5 separate regions of the Mus musculus genome follow, and all the other regions are linked to region 1. Evidence: chromatin contacts called from public Hi-C, HiChIP or PLAC-seq and promoter capture Hi-C data. All regions are on one chromosome and are shown on one strand. The core of a region is the stretch at or near the end of the contact, and the rest is flanking DNA. Distances in the headings are between cores, read along the strand shown.

What was found. Promoter capture Hi-C pulls out the DNA fragments that hold promoters and counts their contacts. A called contact is a pair of places that touch in the nucleus more often than the background predicts. HiChIP or PLAC-seq counts read pairs in DNA pulled down with a chosen protein or histone mark.
Region 2: a contact with region 1 is called in a promoter capture Hi-C map of the C10 cell line, with 2.9 times the contacts expected there. The contact joins the promoter of Ltv1 here to the enhancer-like site in region 1. A contact is called at or near these places in 4 of 39 promoter capture datasets (the C10 cell line, embryonic stem cells, liver and 1 more).
Region 3: a contact with region 1 is called in a Hi-C map of the HPC-7 cell line, with 3 times the contacts expected there. The contact joins two enhancer-like sites. A contact is called at or near these places in 1 of 484 Hi-C or Micro-C datasets (the HPC-7 cell line) and 1 of 115 datasets of contacts at active chromatin or transcription factors (large pre-B cells).
Region 4: a contact with region 1 is called in an H3K4me3 HiChIP or PLAC-seq map of the 230-238 cell line, with 7 times the contacts expected there. The contact joins the promoter of Fuca2 here to the enhancer-like site in region 1. A contact is called at or near these places in 4 of 39 promoter capture datasets (liver, neural stem cells and stem cell-derived epiblast-like cells) and 2 of 115 datasets of contacts at active chromatin or transcription factors (the 230-238 cell line and large pre-B cells).
Region 5: a contact with region 1 is called in an H3K4me3 HiChIP or PLAC-seq map of bone marrow-derived macrophages, with 9 times the contacts expected there. The contact joins the promoter of Adat2 here to the enhancer-like site in region 1. A contact is called at or near these places in 21 of 39 promoter capture datasets (the 3T3-L1 cell line, 3T3-L1-derived adipocytes, the C10 cell line and 13 more), 5 of 15 datasets of contacts at CTCF or cohesin (CD8 T cells, the NIH/3T3 cell line, large pre-B cells and 2 more), 44 of 484 Hi-C or Micro-C datasets (B cells, CD4 T cells, CD8 T cells and 25 more), 27 of 115 datasets of contacts at active chromatin or transcription factors (the 230-238 cell line, DN3 thymocytes, the SCID.adh cell line and 20 more) and 4 of 9 other capture datasets (adipose tissue, embryonic stem cells, macrophages and 1 more).

Annotation. Positions count from the first base shown.
Region 1 is chr10:14,084,624-14,088,211 of GRCm38.p6, reverse strand. All of the region lies in intron 2 of Hivep2 (human immunodeficiency virus type I enhancer binding protein 2), which reads right to left. Among named protein-coding and RNA genes, the nearest start is that of Gm51759, 41 kb to the left of the region's middle. Within about 2 kb of position 1,906, at least 164 of the 459 cell types and tissues checked have an H3K27ac peak or open chromatin away from gene starts, as enhancers often do. A contact at or near this core is called in the 230-238 cell line, B cells, CD8 T cells and 23 more, where this site is marked.
Region 2 is chr10:13,191,495-13,195,082 of GRCm38.p6, reverse strand. Ltv1 (LTV1 ribosome biogenesis factor) reads left to right here and starts at 1,946. Exons shown (of 11, transcript NM_181470.4): 1 at 1,946-2,055; 2 at 2,844-2,975. The coding sequence starts at 2,053.
Region 3 is chr10:13,436,564-13,440,151 of GRCm38.p6, reverse strand. All of the region lies in intron 1 of Phactr2 (phosphatase and actin regulator 2), which reads left to right. Among named protein-coding and RNA genes, the nearest start is that of Phactr2, 36 kb to the left of the region's middle. Within about 2 kb of position 1,556, at least 69 of the 459 cell types and tissues checked have an H3K27ac peak or open chromatin away from gene starts, as enhancers often do.
Region 4 is chr10:13,499,412-13,502,999 of GRCm38.p6, reverse strand. It overlaps Fuca2 (fucosidase, alpha-L- 2, plasma), which reads right to left and starts at 1,972. Exons shown (of 7, transcript NM_025799.5): 1 at 1,627-1,972. The coding sequence starts at 1,832.
Region 5 is chr10:13,551,210-13,554,797 of GRCm38.p6, reverse strand. It overlaps Adat2 (adenosine deaminase, tRNA-specific 2), which reads right to left and starts at 1,891. Exons shown (of 6, transcript NM_025748.4): 1 at 1,437-1,891. The coding sequence starts at 1,532. It overlaps Pex3 (peroxisomal biogenesis factor 3), which reads left to right and starts at 1,656. Exons shown (of 12, transcript NM_019961.3): 1 at 1,656-1,972. The coding sequence starts at 1,900.

The DNA.
Region 1 (3,588 bases), core at 657-3,156:
GCGAATGATGGGCAAACAGGAAGAGGATTGGGGTCTGCTGAATGAGTCAGGCCTGAGCAGCTCAAGAGGAGGTCCTTGTGGAATGGAGCTGAAGAGTACTGCCTCTACCCTTGAAGGAAATCAACAATCCCAGAGCAAGTGGATCTGTGTGACCTTCAAAAGACATTCCGTCGTAGTAAAACGAAAGCATGAACTTACCTCTGGAGAAAACCTGAATTTTCTCCTGAGACTCAGATGGTCTATATGTTTCAGAAACCTAACAGTGCCTGCCTTTAAAGATCGCTTGGTAATTAGCCAACTGGAAAATTCTAAATAAGGTACTATGACAGTAGTGGCTAGAGCTTAACAAAAAAAAAAAAAAAAAAAAGCACACTTGGGCCCGGGTAGATAGCTCAGTGTGTAAAGTGCTTATTATACAAGCATGGGAACCTAAATTTATTCCCCAGAACTCATATAAAAAACTCACAGTGTTAGCAAAGACAGGAGACTCTCTGGAATTGCTAGTCAGTAAGTCTAAGAGAATCAGTTACACCGAAGGTCCTAACCTCGGTGGAAACCTTAACTGGAAAAAGCCAGGTAAATGGCAGTGAGAAATGAAAGATTGTCTTCGGGCTGCACATAAGCATGCACACATACATGTATACACCTCCACCCCTTCCCACAAAAACGCTTGGCTGCGGCTCGGTGGTAGAAAGCACACTTTCAGAACCCCATTCTTACTTATTTCACTTTCCCTGTAGAGTAATGCTTTGTTCATTCAGAGATGACAGGCAGTTACCATGTAGTAACAACCCCAGGGTCAGACCTAAATTCTTCCACTTCCAGCAAACGCTGGCCCCTTCCCAGCATTGTGTACAGGAAGTGCACAGTATCTTTAGTACTAAGCTGGACTTTATGTTGAGTGTGTCTTACAAAAAGAGAAATAAAACTTTACCAATAAGTGTAAGATCACTAAATTCACACTTTTCCATGTGAATGGTGAGAGCTAACATAATTTAAGAGTAAAGAATTATCTAAACCAGTAGAGGAACACCATGGGCAAAATGTGTATGTTTTAGGTACCCGGAGGAACTGCACAAAAAAAAAAAAAAAAGGTATATTAAGAAGTGACATTTAAATTAGATCTCAAAGCACAGATGAGGACATAATAGGTAGATCAAAATTATATCTATATAACTTTCATCTATCTATTCATCTGTACCTCATAATTAGATAGATAGATAGATAGATAGATAGATAGATAGATAGATAGATAGATAGATAGATAGATAATACTGATATAAATAATATAGATAGATGTATTTAATAGATGGTAATAAAGATGTACTGGGCCTGGGTTATTTGCCAGGCTATAGAGCTTGATTTTCCTCTACTGCCACCACTTGAAGGTGACACTGAAGAAGACAGCTAAAGAGACATGGCATAGTGTCCACGAGAGACCCTGCCTCAAAAAGATAAGGTGTATGTATGACACTTGAGGTTGCTTTCTGGCCTCAATGCAAACGGACACACTCATATATACAACCAGCCCCCACACATACAAGTCAAACACACATGAAAAATGCCCATGAGAGATTCCGTTTCTTCTATAAGAAAATGCATGTCTTATGTAACAAAGAAGATTAATACATTCAATTAATAATGTCATGGCTTGAGAAAGAGACACTTGCGTGGCCCTTACCCAGGTTTCTAATAAGGACAGGATGCTAACAGTGAAAGGACCATTTAGAAAGCTGATTTCCTTTCATCGTGCCTGTTAAGTGTTTACTTAATTCACATCCTGTGTGACCCTATGGGAAAATTTTTAACTACTGCTGGGGAAATCCCATAGGGTTACGCAGGATGTGAACTGGGCTTGTGCTGAACCACCTTCAGCTTGAAAAATAAACTGGACGAGGTGAGTTTCACTTTCTGTTTGTCATAAATTCCACACTCTACCTCCTAAAGTTCACATTCACAGAGCATCGGCCTCTCTGGATGGCAGGCCAACAGAAGGCCTGCGTTCTCACTGGATCTTTCAAATAAAACTTGTAGAAAGAATATTCCTGTTCTACAAGCGGCACAAGAGGCAAGTCAGTGCCGTCGATCAAAGGCAGTCAGTGGAGCACTCCCAGAATGCTCCTGCATACCTGCAGCACACACAGGCCAGCTGCGCCTTTCCAGTTCCTGTGAAGAATGCACAGCAAACCACTTCCCCTATAGAAAGAAAGAAAAAAAAAAAAAAAAAAAGCAGCCCAACTTACTTGCTGATGGAAACAGTGTCATACTTTCCACTGGCCAAGCTTGAAACCATTACTGATTTAACCTTCATTAATTTTTCCACAACGATTTGCAGAAATGTCAGGAAGCAGCTGTATGAAGACTGATTAATTATCCTTATCATGGCTACTTCGCCAGGCACTTGTACCCCCCCCCCCCACTCCTATTGATACATGTATGTGTAGAAATATCTAAATATATATTCTAGCATGAAAATGAAAGTCAGCCCTTTGTCCTCTGTTGGTTGAGATGGGTGGTATGGGATGTGTTACTCTGAAAATCTAGATTGATCTGCGCTGTCTTTCAAGGGCCCAAATCTGGATCTGGAGGCAACCCCATGAAATTTGGGACAGTAGCCATGAAGGAAAAGCTTGCTTCCTGCCGATTACTCAGATCTGTTCAAACAGACGCTAATGGATTCATGTCTTAGAGCAACACTGCATGTGTTAGTCAATCACAGAGGCTCGAATTCACTTCCGAAATGTGAATTAGAAAATCAAATGCCCTTTCTCTACTTTTTTTTTCAACTTTTCTTTCCTGCCTCATCATTTTAGATTGCAGGGTACCATCTGTCTCACCCCATCAAAGAACACGCTCTGCATGCCTGGCACAGACGAGGGAGCAGCACACCTCACAGCCCCACGTGTCAACCGCCGAGCATCGTTAAGGCAGGTTCGCCACCCAGTCTGGCCATCTGGGTGACTGGTTCAAGCAAGTTTGGCTTCTCGGGCAGCACTAATGTCAAGTAATACTCAGGAAGATAAACACTGGCAAACTTATTTTCCCTCTAAGACACAGGAATGTAGACAGAAATGTCAACGTGCACCTACTAACGCTGCCAACTAGAAAGCTTCAATAGCAAAGGCTTGTCACATCCCTGAAATACGAAGACAGTCCAAACCTGGCACCTTCCATAACAACTCCAATTTTAAGTAAGAACCTGTTTTTCCTGCCCTCATACTAAAAGGCAATAAAGTGGAACAGGCTTAGAACCAAATGACAACAGTATCTTTCAGAGAGACGGGGAGAGGCCCTCCTAAGACTACATAGACAACACCACAGACCATCCAAAGGCTCCCTTCTTACAGACACACTCATTCCGCAATCCAAAGAAACCCTGGTGTACAGCACTGATGTAATAACAAGAGGCATGCGACATCCAGGCCAGATCATGCGGATCTGGGCCAGAATATCAGCTTTGAATCATATCCCACACTCAATGAACAAATCATAGCATCAGGTGAACTACCTAACCTCTCTGTGCCTCACTTTTCTAATCTGTTAAATGGAGATAAAAGTAATGGCTCCATTAGAATTACTTGGTGCTTT
Region 2 (3,588 bases), core at 697-3,196, 890 kb after region 1:
AAATGCTCATAAGGGCACCTAATAGCCCCTCTCTCACAGAGTCATAGTGGGGAAATTGGTTATTCAGGTAGAATGCCAAATCATTAATTCCCATAAACAAATATTTATTGGGTGTGTGTATCAAGAACTAGATCCAGTAGTAAATAAAACAGATTGAACTGAGCCTGGTGCTTCCCATATAAATCTTGCTTTCAAATAGCAAAGAATGATGGCTAGTTAGCATAAAGATATGTTAAACTATATATGTACTTTACAAAACATTTTCTCATGACAAAACGTGTGGTTCTGATCTAAACTATTTCCATTATTTTTCTTGTAGAAAAAGAACAGTAGCCCACAAACATTTACAATGATAATATTTGGCTATAATTATAGAGACATTTCAACAGAACTCAAGACATTGAAGAAAAAAAAAAAACCACTAGCAATTGGGAATGAGAAAGCAAGCGTCTACTGATAGAATGTTGGATTATTTCATCACGCTCCTCTCCAGCATCCGACGGAAATCTTCCTAAGAAATTACACTTAAAATCCTATTTGCTTAAGGCACCACAAAATATGTGAGCAACAACTTGGGGGATGGAGATGTAGTCACAGAAAACGTGTTAGGGTGCTCTCCGAGCATGCAGGAAGCCCTGGCTGGCTTCAGTCTTCAGCATCACACACATCGAATACGCCCAACACTAGCGTGATGCAAGTAGGAGGATACGTAGTTCAAGTTGGACAGAAGGCTGGGCTACATGAGACACTGTCTCAAAAAACAAAAACAAAAAACCACCTTGGGTTTTTATTAGTTTTCATCTTAAAAAAATATGCAATCATCAGAGCTTCGGAATTTATTTTATTACATCAAATGCCCCTAAAACCAATAATCTTAGTGTTGTGATCATAAAAAGAGAAAGAGCTATTACGATAAGTTCTGGCGGGGTCTGGGAGAAGGGGGTATAGAGTTTATTCAGGGCATGGAGAGGGGAGTTAAGAAAGTAGACGAGGCAGAGAAAGGCAGAGAGAAGGAGAGAGTAGTGAAGTAGAGGCGGGCCATGACACATGGAGCAAGGGGGGGAGGGAATGGGGAGCAAGAGGGCAAGAGGCAAAAGAAAGGCAAATGAGAGAGGATGGGAGAGGGGGAGACAAGCAGCCCCTTTTATAGGGCCAGGTCTACCTGGCTGTTGCCAGGTAACCGTGGGGCAGCGAATACCTGGCAATTGCCAGGTATCTGTGGGGGTGGAGTCCAGACAGAATACCAACACTTATGGACTGTGCTAAAGGTACGGTTGGGAGTTGTTCATCAAAAAGATGTAATACGAAAACCCTAAAGATGTTAGACTCTGCCTATTGAAGCTAGGCCTTGGTTGGACATTGCTAGGCAACTGATTCCCCTTAGGTCAAGAAGCCAGGGAAGGCCAGGGAGTGGTGGAGCACGCCTTTAATCTCGGGAGGCAGAGGCAGGCGGATTTCTGAGTTTGAGGCCAGCCTGGTCTACAGAGTGAGTTCCAGGACAGCCTAGGGCTACACAGAGAAACCCTGTCTCGAAAAACCAACCAACCAACCAACCAAACAACCAAACAACCAAACAAACAAACAAACATATTAAAAAAAAAAAAAAAGAAGAAGAAGAAGCCAGGGAAGTGACCACTTTCCTGTCATGAACCTGCACAGCCTTGGTCTTGTTTTCGTTTGTTTTTGATTGTTTTTGTTTTGTTTGTTCTGAGTTAAGCACAGGTAAGGAATATCTGAAGCCCCAGGTTGGAACCTGAAACTTGCCCTCAGGTAAGTAGGCTACTCCCTGCCGCCACCAACTCCAGCCAGAAAGCCCCGCCCACTGAAGGTCCTGCTAGCCCCACCTCCCGGAAGTCCCCGGGAAGGTTCTGTCACCGCGGGCTCACGCAACTTCCGGCTACAGCCTAGCGGCTCGCCGGCGATTGGCTCCTTGCCCCGCCATCGTGTGACGTGCTGCCCTAGCCCTGTGGACCCACGTGTGGAGCTGCCGGCAGGTACCGGGGAGCGGCGGTTCGGCTGCCGCGGTTCCGGAGAGGGTGTCCCTGCCTCATCATGGTGAGAAAACCGCGGTGCTCCGGGAGGGAGCCGCTCCCTGCGGCTGACTTAGGCCACTGGCCGCGTGGCTTGGTGCCCCGAGTCCTGTCACTCTCCCGGCACCAGTCACCTTCGTCACCCCCGGGGCACTTCGGAAGGAGAAAGAAGGTTTCCCTTTCGCCAAACGCCCGGAGTTTCCAGTCCTGAAGGCTTTGGGTAACTCCGTCCCTGTGACGCAGAAGCTCCGCCCCCTGCTTCCGGGGTTCACTTGGGCCACTGGGTAGCAACTCTGGTTAGACCCAGAGCTGAAGAGCAAATACGAATGTATCGAGGAGTAAATCATCTGAACCTTAGTTGTCTGTGCCCTAATCTTATTTACTACCTTGTAGATGAAGTGTCTGTCTATATTTTCTTGTGGCAGGCTCCTTGTCTTGTTGATAAAACTTTTCGGGGACCTTCCCAGAGCACCCATTAAGAGAGACTTCAGGCATTTGCTTTTGATTTGAAAATCCTGTTTGATTTTCCCTCTTACTGATTTACTTGCTAAGAGCGGAGAGTTTCTCACACTGCCCCACATATTCCCCAGCACCTTTGAACAAGTGTCTCAGAGTAGGTGCCTAGCCAGGGTTTGTTGGCGAAGGTAAGTATGGATCCTTCAGGAGACAGGGACTCCTGTCCTGTCTGGCTTAGGTGTACAAATCTGAAATATCTGTTCACCCTCCACATGCTTAACTGAGTGTACCTGTGGCTGTGGCGTTGCCCACTGTGTGGGGGTTCTGTTTTATTGACCTTTCCTGATTATTTTGTAGCCTCACAGAAAGAAAAAGCCCTTTATAGAGAAGAAGAAAGCTGTGTCTTTTCACCTGGTCCACCGGAGCCAGCGAGATCCTTTAGCCGCAGATGAAACTGCACCCCAGAGGGTTCTCTTGCCTACACAAAAGGTAGGTCCTGTTCTGGAGCCACTACGTTTTTAGGTGAATGGTAGTTTTGTAGTCCTGAACATGGAACCCAGGGAACTTAAGCATGCCGGGCATTCTCAGAAGTTGGTCCTCTTAAAAAAATAAAAAAAAGAGCTGTGACTCAGTTTCCAGTTTCTGTGCTGATGTTTGATGTTGTGTATTTATTTTGATTGACAGGCTAAAGCATCTTTGAGATTATTAAATAAAGAGATCTTATAGAATATTAGTCAAGTTCACTAGTTCACAGCCTCCATCTGCACAGTATTATTTAGGCTATGGCGGTATGCTCAGTCTCTGCTTTCTCTTGGGATTCCCCCATATTACAGTAGTCTTCCATTTGCCCCCTCGTCTCTCATGTCATGAAATACAGAACATCCAAGCTCATGGATAGCTTTGGCAATCCTAGAGGGGCCGTGAGTAGGTTGGTTTATGTTAGCATCACACTTGTTAAAGATGGATAATGGAAACATTTTGGGGGATGCTGGAAAGATGGCTCAGTGTTTAAGTACTTGCTGCTCTTGCAGAGGACCCAGGTTCGGTTCCCAGCACCCATATGTAGAGTCACAGCCATCTATAACAACTGTTCCGGGGGTTT
Region 3 (3,588 bases), core at 307-2,806, 650 kb after region 1:
GCCTCCTAATTTCTTGAGACCATGTGGATAATCCAGGATGTTCTTCTCAGCTCATCCTTAAAGTTGTTGAGTCTGCAATTCTGTTGGGGTTAGTATACACCCACAATCCCACACACAGGGAGTGGGGCAGGAGGATCAGGAGTTCAAGGCTAGCTTCAGCTACATGAGCTTCTGTCTTGGAAAAAAAAAGTACTTAAGAGGGAACTTAGTGGTCTCCTTTCATAGGACAGGGTAAAGCTGGACAAGGGATTCAGGAACTCAGTTGGACATTATTATCACCTCATTGTAAGCCTTCTCCTGTCCCCACCCTACCTTTTTCCTCAGTCCCCCAGCTCTGGGTGTCTCCAGATCCCAGCCATCTTATTGAGGCATCCCAGAGAACTTCTCTTTTGTAGGGCTCCCACATGAAATCCCACAGAAGGACTATGGTGGCTGTGGTTAGATCACATGGCTCATTGGATGGAAACTCTGGTGTCACCCAAGAAAACCAAATGAACTGGGGTGGTTCCCTGAGTAAGGGATGTGGAACAGCACTGTTTCTAGAAGCCGAGAAAAGGAAAGGATGTGAATGTGGCAGAAACTATAGTTACACCCCAAACACTTCAGACTTTTATTTTTAAACTTAGTTTCTAGTATTGAAAATAACCCAAAGTAGATAGAATTCTAGAATGATCCTTCAAGTGTCTACTCTCAGTGCTTCAGTTGTTCCCAACTTGTGGTCCAAGATTTCTCTTTTAGACTCATTAGGTTCCCCTCCCCCATTTTGGTATCTCACAAAGCAAATTCCAGACATCATATAGACTTTCCTGTAAATAGTTTAATACTATAAGGATTCTTTTTAGAAAACAGAGCCATAATGCCATGATAGTACTAGAAACTTGAACAAGAACCCATTGCAGATTCAGTATTCAAATTTCCCAGTTGTCTCAGGAATGGTTGGACAGAACCCAAATCTCCTTATGTGTCCTTGGATTATCACTCTTAAGCTTTTAGCCACAGTCTTCATTTCTTTTCTGTTGTTTTGACAAAATATCCCAACAAACACAGCTTAAGGGTAGAAAAGATGTCTTGTGGCTCATGACTCCAGGTTAGGGTCCATCATAGCTAGGAGGCTGAAGTTGCAGGCAGCAGGAACGTGGGCAGGAATAGAAGTGATTCTCAGCTCGCTTTTGTCACCCTTAGACTTCAGGATTTCCTGCCTGGGGAATAACGCCACCCTCGGTGGGCAGGTCCTCCTACCTTAGTTATTCCCGATTAAGATTATTCCTCACCGGCATCCTGGAAGGCTAACGGGATCTAGCCAGTCCCTTGTCGAGACTCTGTTCTCAGGTGATTCTACGTTATGTTTTGTGGACAACCTGAACCATCAGAGCAGCCAGGCACTCTGTTCTGTCTCTCCTCCCTCCCATGGTGACCATGTCGCCTCTTTACTTGACTGGCTTTTGTTCCTGTCACACTAGCACTTTCTCTTCTCAAATCCTCTAGCTCTGTGCACCACTGTGGAGTAATTCCGGTCCTCAAGTCCCTGGAGTCATTCTGAAAGCAGCAGTTGTGGTTTCGGGGTGTTTGTTTATGAACACCACAGAGGTCTACATACCGGGCACAATTCTGGCTTCCCTCTATCTTCAGTTTCCCTATTGAGAGTGAAAAGCATCCATACTTCTTCTCACAGCTCCTACTGTTTCTAGCTTTGGTCTTAGATTTTCAAATGGTCGTTTGCTTCAGGTGGGGCTTCCCTCTGCTGGTTCCCTCAAACCTTGCCAGGACGCACAAATTGGTGAGGTGAAGTGTGAACTTTCCTCTTCATGGTTGGCTGAGTTCAACTTTTGATCTATCAGCATGTGGCTCGGGCATACCAGAGTTCTGAATACTCTTGGAGCTGAGGGGTGGGGCTGGGGGCAGTGAGAGGAATGGGGCTTTGAAGAGATTGAGGAGGCTGCAGCGCTCACATTTAGAAAGGTCCTAGCCACCACCACCACCACCACCACCACCACCCCACACTGCTCGTTCAGTATCACAGGGAAAACTTGAAAATAGCTACTATGCATACTTTGCATAATAGCAATCATGAAGTTGCATCTCTCTCTCTCTCTCTCTCTCTCTCTCTCTCTCTCTCTCTCTCTCTCTCTCGTGTGTGTGTGTGTGTGTGTGTGTGTGTGTGTGCAGGTCCACACACCATACGTGTGCATGGGCAGGTAAAGACAGGGGGTCATGATCAGATGTACTCCTTGCTGGCTTTCTGTGTTGATTTAGAGATGAGATCTCTAATTGAACCTGACTGAAGCTCTGTATTTCAGTGAGGCTGGGAGCCACTGAGACCCTGGGCTCTGCCTCTTTCTGTCACCTCAGCACTGTGCTTGTGTTCCTTCAAGCCTTGATTTTACACAGGTGTTAGTGATTTGAACTCAGGTCATCACGGTTGCATATAAATATTTCACCCCACCCAGCTGTCTCTCCAACCTGAAAGATGGCTTTTTGTTTTCAGTGTGCTAAGAATTGAAATTCTGGCTTCACAGCTCCTAGGTAAATGTTCTATCCTGAGTCATATTCCTGGCCCTCTTTCTCTTTATATCTTAAACACTTCTTTTCTGTTGTTGTGTACTTCCCTTTATTATGACTTTCAAAGAGCCAGGGTACCTGAGTACTTCCTTCTTGGTCAGTCTCACAAAAGATCCTGGGTAGTGAATGGGACGCTCAGAGTTCAGATGCTGGTTCTAGGTCCCGTGCCAACTCGAAGGAAGGTTGGCTCATTTTTACCTCTGTTAAATGGGGTCTAAGATGTTTTATATCGTGGAACCGTGACCAAAGTCAAGAGAATCAGTGAGTTGTAGAGCCCTTTCTAATAGGCTGGACTTAGTATCGAGTCATACAATCTCGGCGCCTGTACCTCGAGGCTATGGCAATTGTGGGGATCGGTCACCTTGTTCTCCTAAAGCTCCCAGGCAGCCTGGAGCCTGGACATAGATGGAGAACCTGCTGCTGGCTCAGTCTGGCTGTAGCCTCCAGCTGGGTAAGAGGGACCTGGCGCAGAGCTGTGCGGCTATGTTTGGGAAGGAAATCTCTTTCCCTCTCCCTCTCTCCTGTGTTTAAGCTGTTAAGCACAGACAGCTATGAAAACTGGCATGTTTCTGTATTTTCAGATACTATTTTTCCATATTTGACGTGCTTTTGTATTCTCATTTTTTAAAGAGTGGCTATACCTCAAGCCTGGCATGTTCCTTGCACTGTATAAGAGTCCAGTAGATGTTTGGCACCCCGAACTCTGCTATAAGCAGACAAGAACTGCAACTACAAGCTTGGTGCTTATTTATCCTTATCTGAAAGTCACTACAGCATCCTAGTGCTCATTTTGGATTTCGGGAATGCCTTGTGCTGCAGAGGTGATCCTTGCCAGGTCTGCCTGTGTTGCTACTTTCTATATTTCCATCAGCTGCCTTTCTCCCTAGAGAATGTTTGCCTCTGTCCTAATCCTCCCAACCCCTTCCTAATAGGACCATCTAGCGCACATCTGTGTCCGTGAGAAAGGATCCCACTTTCCCGCCTCTCTAGCAGCTTAGTGAGGCTGTGTAATTCATTCTGCCAGTGGGC
Region 4 (3,588 bases), core at 723-3,222, 590 kb after region 1:
AGCCTAGTATGAAGAATATGCACAGATTCTCTCCGCTTCTCTCTGTCCTGGTGGGTTTGCATTAAGGACAGCTTATGCAAACTGAATCTCTGGCCATATTCTCTGTCTTTTCCTTTGTGTAGTCCTCCTGTAACCCAGCCACCGATTCTCCAAATTCCCCACTTTAAGTCATGATATCATCTTTGCCTTCACACACTAGCTCACTGTGGAACTTAAGTGGCTAAGATTTCAAGACAAGACGACATACCTAAAACATAACTTGCATCGGTCCTAGTCAGTAACAGAAAACATTTTGGGTAGATAGGGAGAAACATTTCCAAGGGCCGGGCAGTTCCCACAGTTGGCACGGCCTTTGCCTGCCTGAGATTAGATTCAAAGCCCTCACAGGCAGCAAGCAGCTTGTCGTCTATCAGACCCAAAGTCACATGCCTACTTCAGAAACATCCCTCACCGCAACCCATGCTGGCTGGTGGATCAGACAGATAATGGGATCTCCTAGTGAAGAGAGAAGCTGGCTTTCAGGTTAGCGATAGTTAAAGAGTGAACAAGTTTGTGTTGCCTGTCTACCGTCATGTGACTATGAAGATACTGTGGGGTAATATATCTCTATTATTGCCCCTTTGCTCTGCTTTGGGTTTTTGATGCTTTAGCATTCAAGGATCTTCACGTCATAGCTGAACCAGGAAGCATTTATTGTAAATTTTCTGATTTTCTTTTTAATTACATGTGTGCGTGTGTGTAGGCGTGTGCATGTGAGGGGGGGGCTTTGGGAGCACGAACCCCCCCCCCCGGAACCAGAATGACCAGATGGTTGTGAGCCTCCCAGGGCGGGTGTGAGGAGTCAGACTAAGGTCCTCTACAAGAGCAGTGTCTTAGTTAAGAGTCTTACTGCTGTGAACAGACATCATGACCAGGGCAGCTCTTATAAGGACAACATTTAATTGGGGCTGGCTTACAGGTTCAGAGGTTCTGTTCATTATCATCAAGGTAGAAAGCATTGCATGGTACAGGAGGAGCTGAGAGCTCTACATCTTCATCTGAAGGCTGCTAGCAGAATACTGGCTTCCAGGTAGCTAGGATGAGGGTCTTAAATCCCACACCCACAGTGACACACCTATTCTAACACGGCCACACTTTCTAATAGTGCCACTCCCTGGGCCGAGCATATACAAATCACAAGCAGTATGGGCCCTTAACCAGTGAGAAATTTCACCAGCCCTTTTGAAAATTCTTCAAATTCTGGGACTGGTACTCCCTCAATCACGCAGGCATTGCCACTGCTATAGGGAGGCCCACCTGCAGAGTGCCTAAGAACTCCGGTGTGAGTTTGTGTGTGTGTGTGTGTGTGTGTGTGTGTGTGTGTGAGAGAGAGAGAGAGAGAGAGAGAGAGAGAGAGAGACAGAGAGACAGAGAGAGAGAGACAGAGAGAGAGAGACAGACAGAGACAGAGACAGACAGAGACAGAGACAGACAGAGACAGAGAGAGACAGAGACTGCCACTGTCTGGGGTGACATAAAGCCCAGTGTGAGTGTGTGTGTGTGTGTGTGTGTGTGTGTGTGTGTGCGCCCGCGCGCGCGCGCGCCCGCGTCCGTGCCCGAGCCCTTTGGGCAAAGGTATGCACTTACCAGAACCATTCACTACCAAAGCTGGGCACGGAGAACACTCCCCAGTGGATAAAGATGCCGAACTTGGCCTGGTCGAACCAGGCTGGCAGCGGGCGTCTGTCCAGAGATTCCCAAGTGGGGTCATAGCTAAGGGCTCTCGTGACCCCCCAAGGCCTCAGGAGCGGCAGCAGCAGCAGCGGCAGAAGCATCAGGAACCCCAGGCGCATGCGCGCCAGCCTGGGATCCTCGGGGGAACCGCCAGTCACCAGGGAAGCCGGGAACCTTCTCTGTCAGCCGCAGAAGCTGCCTAGCGCTGGCCTTCCGGCTTCTGCTAAGTGTACCCTGCTCCTGTCACCTGACCCAGACCGGTTTGGTCAGATGACTACTGTGATCTGGAGTAGGGAGTGGCCAGGAGTTTTAATGAGCTCTGGTTACTTAAGGACCCCAAGAAGGTTGCATTACTCAGGTGCACAACCAAGGAAGTCAGTTTTTGCCCACCCTCCTCATTTTTAACAGCCCTTGGCTCTGTTTCCCAGTCAGATCTGATCTACTTAGCCAAGACGCCCGGTTTGTCTGCTGTGAGACAAAAACCTAAAGGATGGTCTTTGACCCACGACCTCCCTCCCCAAGGACTCCTAACAGAAAACTCTCAAGAGGTCACCTCGACCACCAGGCCCTGGTGGCTTTATGTGTCAGAGCTGTCTGCCCTACCGTGGGACTGGAGCCTGAGACAGGAACTTCGTGGGCTGCTCAGGGCTTTTGAGGAAGCTCCCATGGCTCTCAGCCTTTGGGTCTGCCTCTGCCATCCTCGAATTTGTAGCCGATGAAATCCCAAAGTTTGGGTTCAGCCAATCTGGGTTCGGGTCCAAGATTTTACATTTCTACTCAGGCTCTTGTTATTTCTGACTTTGGTTGTTGGTGGAACAAACTTTTCTGAGAAACTGCGTTAGGAAATAAGGCAATCTTAGTTGAATGAATGTTTAAGAAGTTTGTATAGAAGGAGGGTTTGGGAACCTGCTGGGGTGGCTGAGTGCTTGCCTAGAATGCAATAAAACCAGAGTAGTGGTCAACACAGCAGTGTGGAAACAGAAACAGGAGAATCAGAGTTCAAGGTCATCTTCGACTACATAGAGAGCTACATGAGACGCTGTCTCAAAAATCAGGAAGGAAAAAAAGGAGAGGAAGGAGGGTTGGAGGGAGGAAAGGAGGGAGGGAATGAAAGTACGATCTGGGAGCCGTAGTTCAGTAATAAATGTCCTAGAGCTGTGTGTGTGTGTGTGTGAGAGAGAGAGAGAGAGAGAGAGAGAGAGAGAGAGAGAGAGAGACGGAGACAGAGACAGAGAGACAGAGAGAGACAGAGAGACAGAGAGAGACAGAGAGACAGAGAGAGAGGAACCTTCAGGTAGACTTAAAGAAAAGGAGCCAGTCACTTAGAATAATCATCAAAGTTACATCTTCAGGAACTGTATCCTAAAGTTATTTAAATGCCATTGGCCTAAAGCCGGAATCTCTACTGCTTCCGCTTTGGCAAAACCCTTATCCTTTTGTGGTACATTTCAAATGCCACCTCCTCCAGGATGCTCTGTGCCATAACCACCCCTCCCCCAATAACATCCCACTTCCTCCCAAGTGCCTCCATAGGACACCGTATCCTAACCACTAACACAGGAGTCCACAGGTGGTTTCAGAGTTGGCTGGCTAGAGATCCCAATCGCCTTAGACTGTGAGTTCCTTAAGAACACTTACAATCTCTTCCTGGGTGCCATGCTTTTCAGGGCAGCAGAGCCTGGCACAGAGCAACACTTACAATGTGTTTTCTGGAGTTGTCAGTGTACTGCAGTTCTCCTTGCTGAATGAACCAAGACGGAAGTGACACTAAGTAACTGTTGCTTGTGGTTCCCTCTTCTGCACAGCTAGGAGCAACAGAAGCCACTGTCTCCCCACATGTGTCTCACCAGGACCCCAGCACCACCATAAGAGACC
Region 5 (3,588 bases), core at 642-3,141, 530 kb after region 1:
TCTCTCTCTCTCTCTCTCTCTCCTTCCAGCAAATTTATCTCACTAGAAATGATAGGGCTACCTTAAAGAGACATACAACATAATTGCTAAGGCACAGCTTGTAGGCCAGGATGCTGGTGAGTGGCTGAGCAGATGCAACGGCCATTGAGAGAAAGTGAAGCTCTAGGAAAGCAGTCTATGGGGGTTGATTGAGAAGAACTGCTTCCCAGGGCAAATACATGCAAATGTGCATGCATTTCCTCTATGGACAAGTTCAAAGCTTGAGGCTGAAAATCCACAACACTCCACCCAGTCTCAGACTTTCCATTGCCCCTCCCATTTCTTCCAGTCTGTCCCTTCCCTTTGTCACAAATGCAAAAGAGTTGAGTCAAATAGGTCTAACTGTTTAGATGGATTTGAACTTAAGAAGCTGGCCTTCTTTGGAAGAGGCCAAAGCTCTGCCACTGAAATGGTGACTTGATCTTCCTTAAACCAACAAATTCTCAACTCGACAACTGATGAACAAAGGCTCTCTTCTTCCCACCCCGAGCTCTGAGAAAGATGACCAAAAAAAAAAAAAAAAAAAAAAAAGATGTTAATTAAAAAATTAAAAGAATGCATTATGCCATTTGTCTGGGGGCGTGGGGTGGAAAACATGTTTCTGTCTTCTAGATTTTAATTTCTTATGAAGGTGAACTTCTGTAACCATTAGAATAAAAAGGTGAGATATTTTAATTTTGTAAAAGAATAAACAAAAATAATATCCCCACACCAAAGGCTGAGCTCAGTTTTAAGGCCTTTACAATGCTGTAAACAAATTGGTGTTCCATGTTCACAGAATGAAAACCCAGCATCAAACTGTGTATACATACATAGTTTGTATGTATATCCCTGCCACAAACGTCTATCCCTGCCACACATCGATATGGGTAATAAGCTTGGGAAAACATGTAAAAATACGACCAGAGCTCTCCATGATGAGCAATCTATAAGAATCGCAGGAAGGAAGGGAATACAAGGGCAGAGAAAAGTATCGTAGAAAGAGTAGACACATCATCGGTGAGGATTGTACCAGGACACGTTTTGATATGACCCTTTACAGAAACATCAGCTTCCTCCCATTATATGGGAGCAAGCCATAAAATAATGTGGCTTTATGGATTTGAAAGTATGTGTCCACATGGGAAGGAAGATAGGCAGGTAGGGAGCACACATCCCCAGGCGGCAGATAAGACTCCCTGTAATACATCAATCGAACCGTTTCTGTATTTTCCCTTCACCCCAATTACTATGAGACAAAGCTAAAGAAAAATTCCCCCTAGAATAAAACAAGTTGCTGCTTCAGGTATTTTCAGACATGATAGATAGCGCGCCCGGCACATTTGCTCAACTACTCTGGTCAGGATATGGCCGGGAGAAAGTTTGCGCTCTCAGCATCCACCTGCCCGATTCCTCACCATTCGCATCGCCTCCTCCATCCACTTTTCCGTCTCCTGTACGGACACCACGCACGGGCCGTCTGGAGTAGTGGTGGACTCCACCTTCTCCTCCATACCTCCGCCGCTCAGAGACTCCGGGCCGAGGGACGAGAGAAGAGAGGACAGCGGAACGCGGCGGGAGCGGACCTTGCTTCCAGGAGGACGGGAAAAGACGAGGCACCCGGGAGCTATTTGCGGACGGACCCAGGCGTCCCGGATCAGTAAGCGGCGGCTGGGGGACCGAAAGCGTCGCTGCTCCGCTCTAGTCCACGCCCCCTTCCTCCGCTTAAGCCACAACCTCTGCTCAGAGAAACGTCTGTGGTTTCTGGAGAGCACCTAGCGCCGCCACCGCGCTGCTGCCGGAGGTCCAGGCCAGGTGGACGGAAGACACGGTGAGCCAGCCCCTCTCCCCTAGGCAACCCACACAACACGGGGTCTGGAGATGCTGAGATCAATGTGGAATTTTCTGAAACGTCACAAAAAGAAATGCATCTTCCTGGGCACAGTCCTCGGAGGTGAGTGACAACATGCTTTTTAGAAGGGGCCATTGGCAGAAAGGAGTGACAGAGGTGACTTATAAAAACAGGCAGGGCCCACTGATACCAAACTGGGATTTGTCGAAGGGATTGGCTCAACCGTCAAAGAAGAACCTCTAAAGTTCTTTTATCTGGATCTCTGTGCCCTTTGCCCCTCACTCTGCCCCCGTCCTTTTTCTCCCCATGGGCCTTCAAGAGTCTACCCCAATGAAGTTTCTTTTCAAAGCACTATTCTCGTATAGATAGATACATTTGCCTTCCAATTTTCTTCTTTTGCTTTCCTGTTAGATTTTCATTCTGTTTGTCAACTCTGCTTTCAACCTTTCACACGAGTTTCGAAATATTCTAGGGCCATTATCTTAAGTCTGCTCTTTGAGGTGGTGTTTAAAGGTAAACCGAAAACAGCATGTTGCTGTAAAATATACAGCAGATAATTTCTGTTCTCCAATTGTAAAGTACAAACTATATATCAACACAGTGCTTATTCTGCAGTGTTGTCAGGACTGGCAAGGTTGTGGTCATGATCCATTTTGGTGATATAGTTGAGTTCACTGGCTGAGAGGAAAGTTAGAAACAGGATAAAAATCTTGATGCTGGAATTGTAACTTTGTGGTAGAGTGCTTGCCTAGGCTGACTGCATTGGGTCCCAGGGAAGGAGCAACACACACACACACACACACACACACTGCTTTAAACCCTTTGTCTTGGAAAGACAACCCTCAGTTAATAATTATGGGATTTTAAGAAGGGAATCTTTTGAACAACACAAAAAGGGAGTTTAAAAGAATTTTTAAAACTTGAGTTTTAAGAACTGTTACCACTATCCTCTGATCTATGTGTGTGTGTGTATAAATATATCATAATATGACTTAAAATATTAGGACATTTGTAAAACAGTAACCACATTCTGCATATCTCTGAGGTATAGCACAAATGAATAATAGTTCATATTTTATAGGAAATACTTTATAGATACAATGTGTTTTATATTACCTCCAGTCTCTAATATCTAAGGTATATAAATTGTACCAATATTATAGAATACATATGCTAAAGATAAAGTTGTCATGGAAGACGTATAAAGAAAAATTTTTGCTCTACCTAAGGGAAGAAAATTGTCTCTAGCAATTTCAGAGGGAAAAGCCTAACCCTTACAGTTTATGAAATACTTAATGGCAGATCAGAAATAATCATAGGAGAAATTAAAGAGTATATGCATATAGTAATAGGTTTTTTTTGAAACGATATTGAGAGTTTTATATTTGGAGATGAAGAGGAAGGAAAAAACTGGGTGTGGTGGCACACACTCTTAATCCCAGCACTCGGAAGCAGAGACAGGCAGCTCTCTGAGTTGGAGGTAAGGTCCAGAACACCCAGAGCTTCATATTGAGACCCTGTCTCAAAAAACAAAAGACATACAAACAGAAAACAAAACAACAACAAAAGGGAGGGGGAAGAGATTCAAAGGTATAATCGAAGCACTATTGCTTTTTTAGCAAAACAAAAAGTCTTAAAAGAGTTGAATCTGGCCGGGTGTGGTGGTGCACGCCTTTAATCCCAGCACTCCGGAGGCAGAGACAGGCGGATTTCTGAGT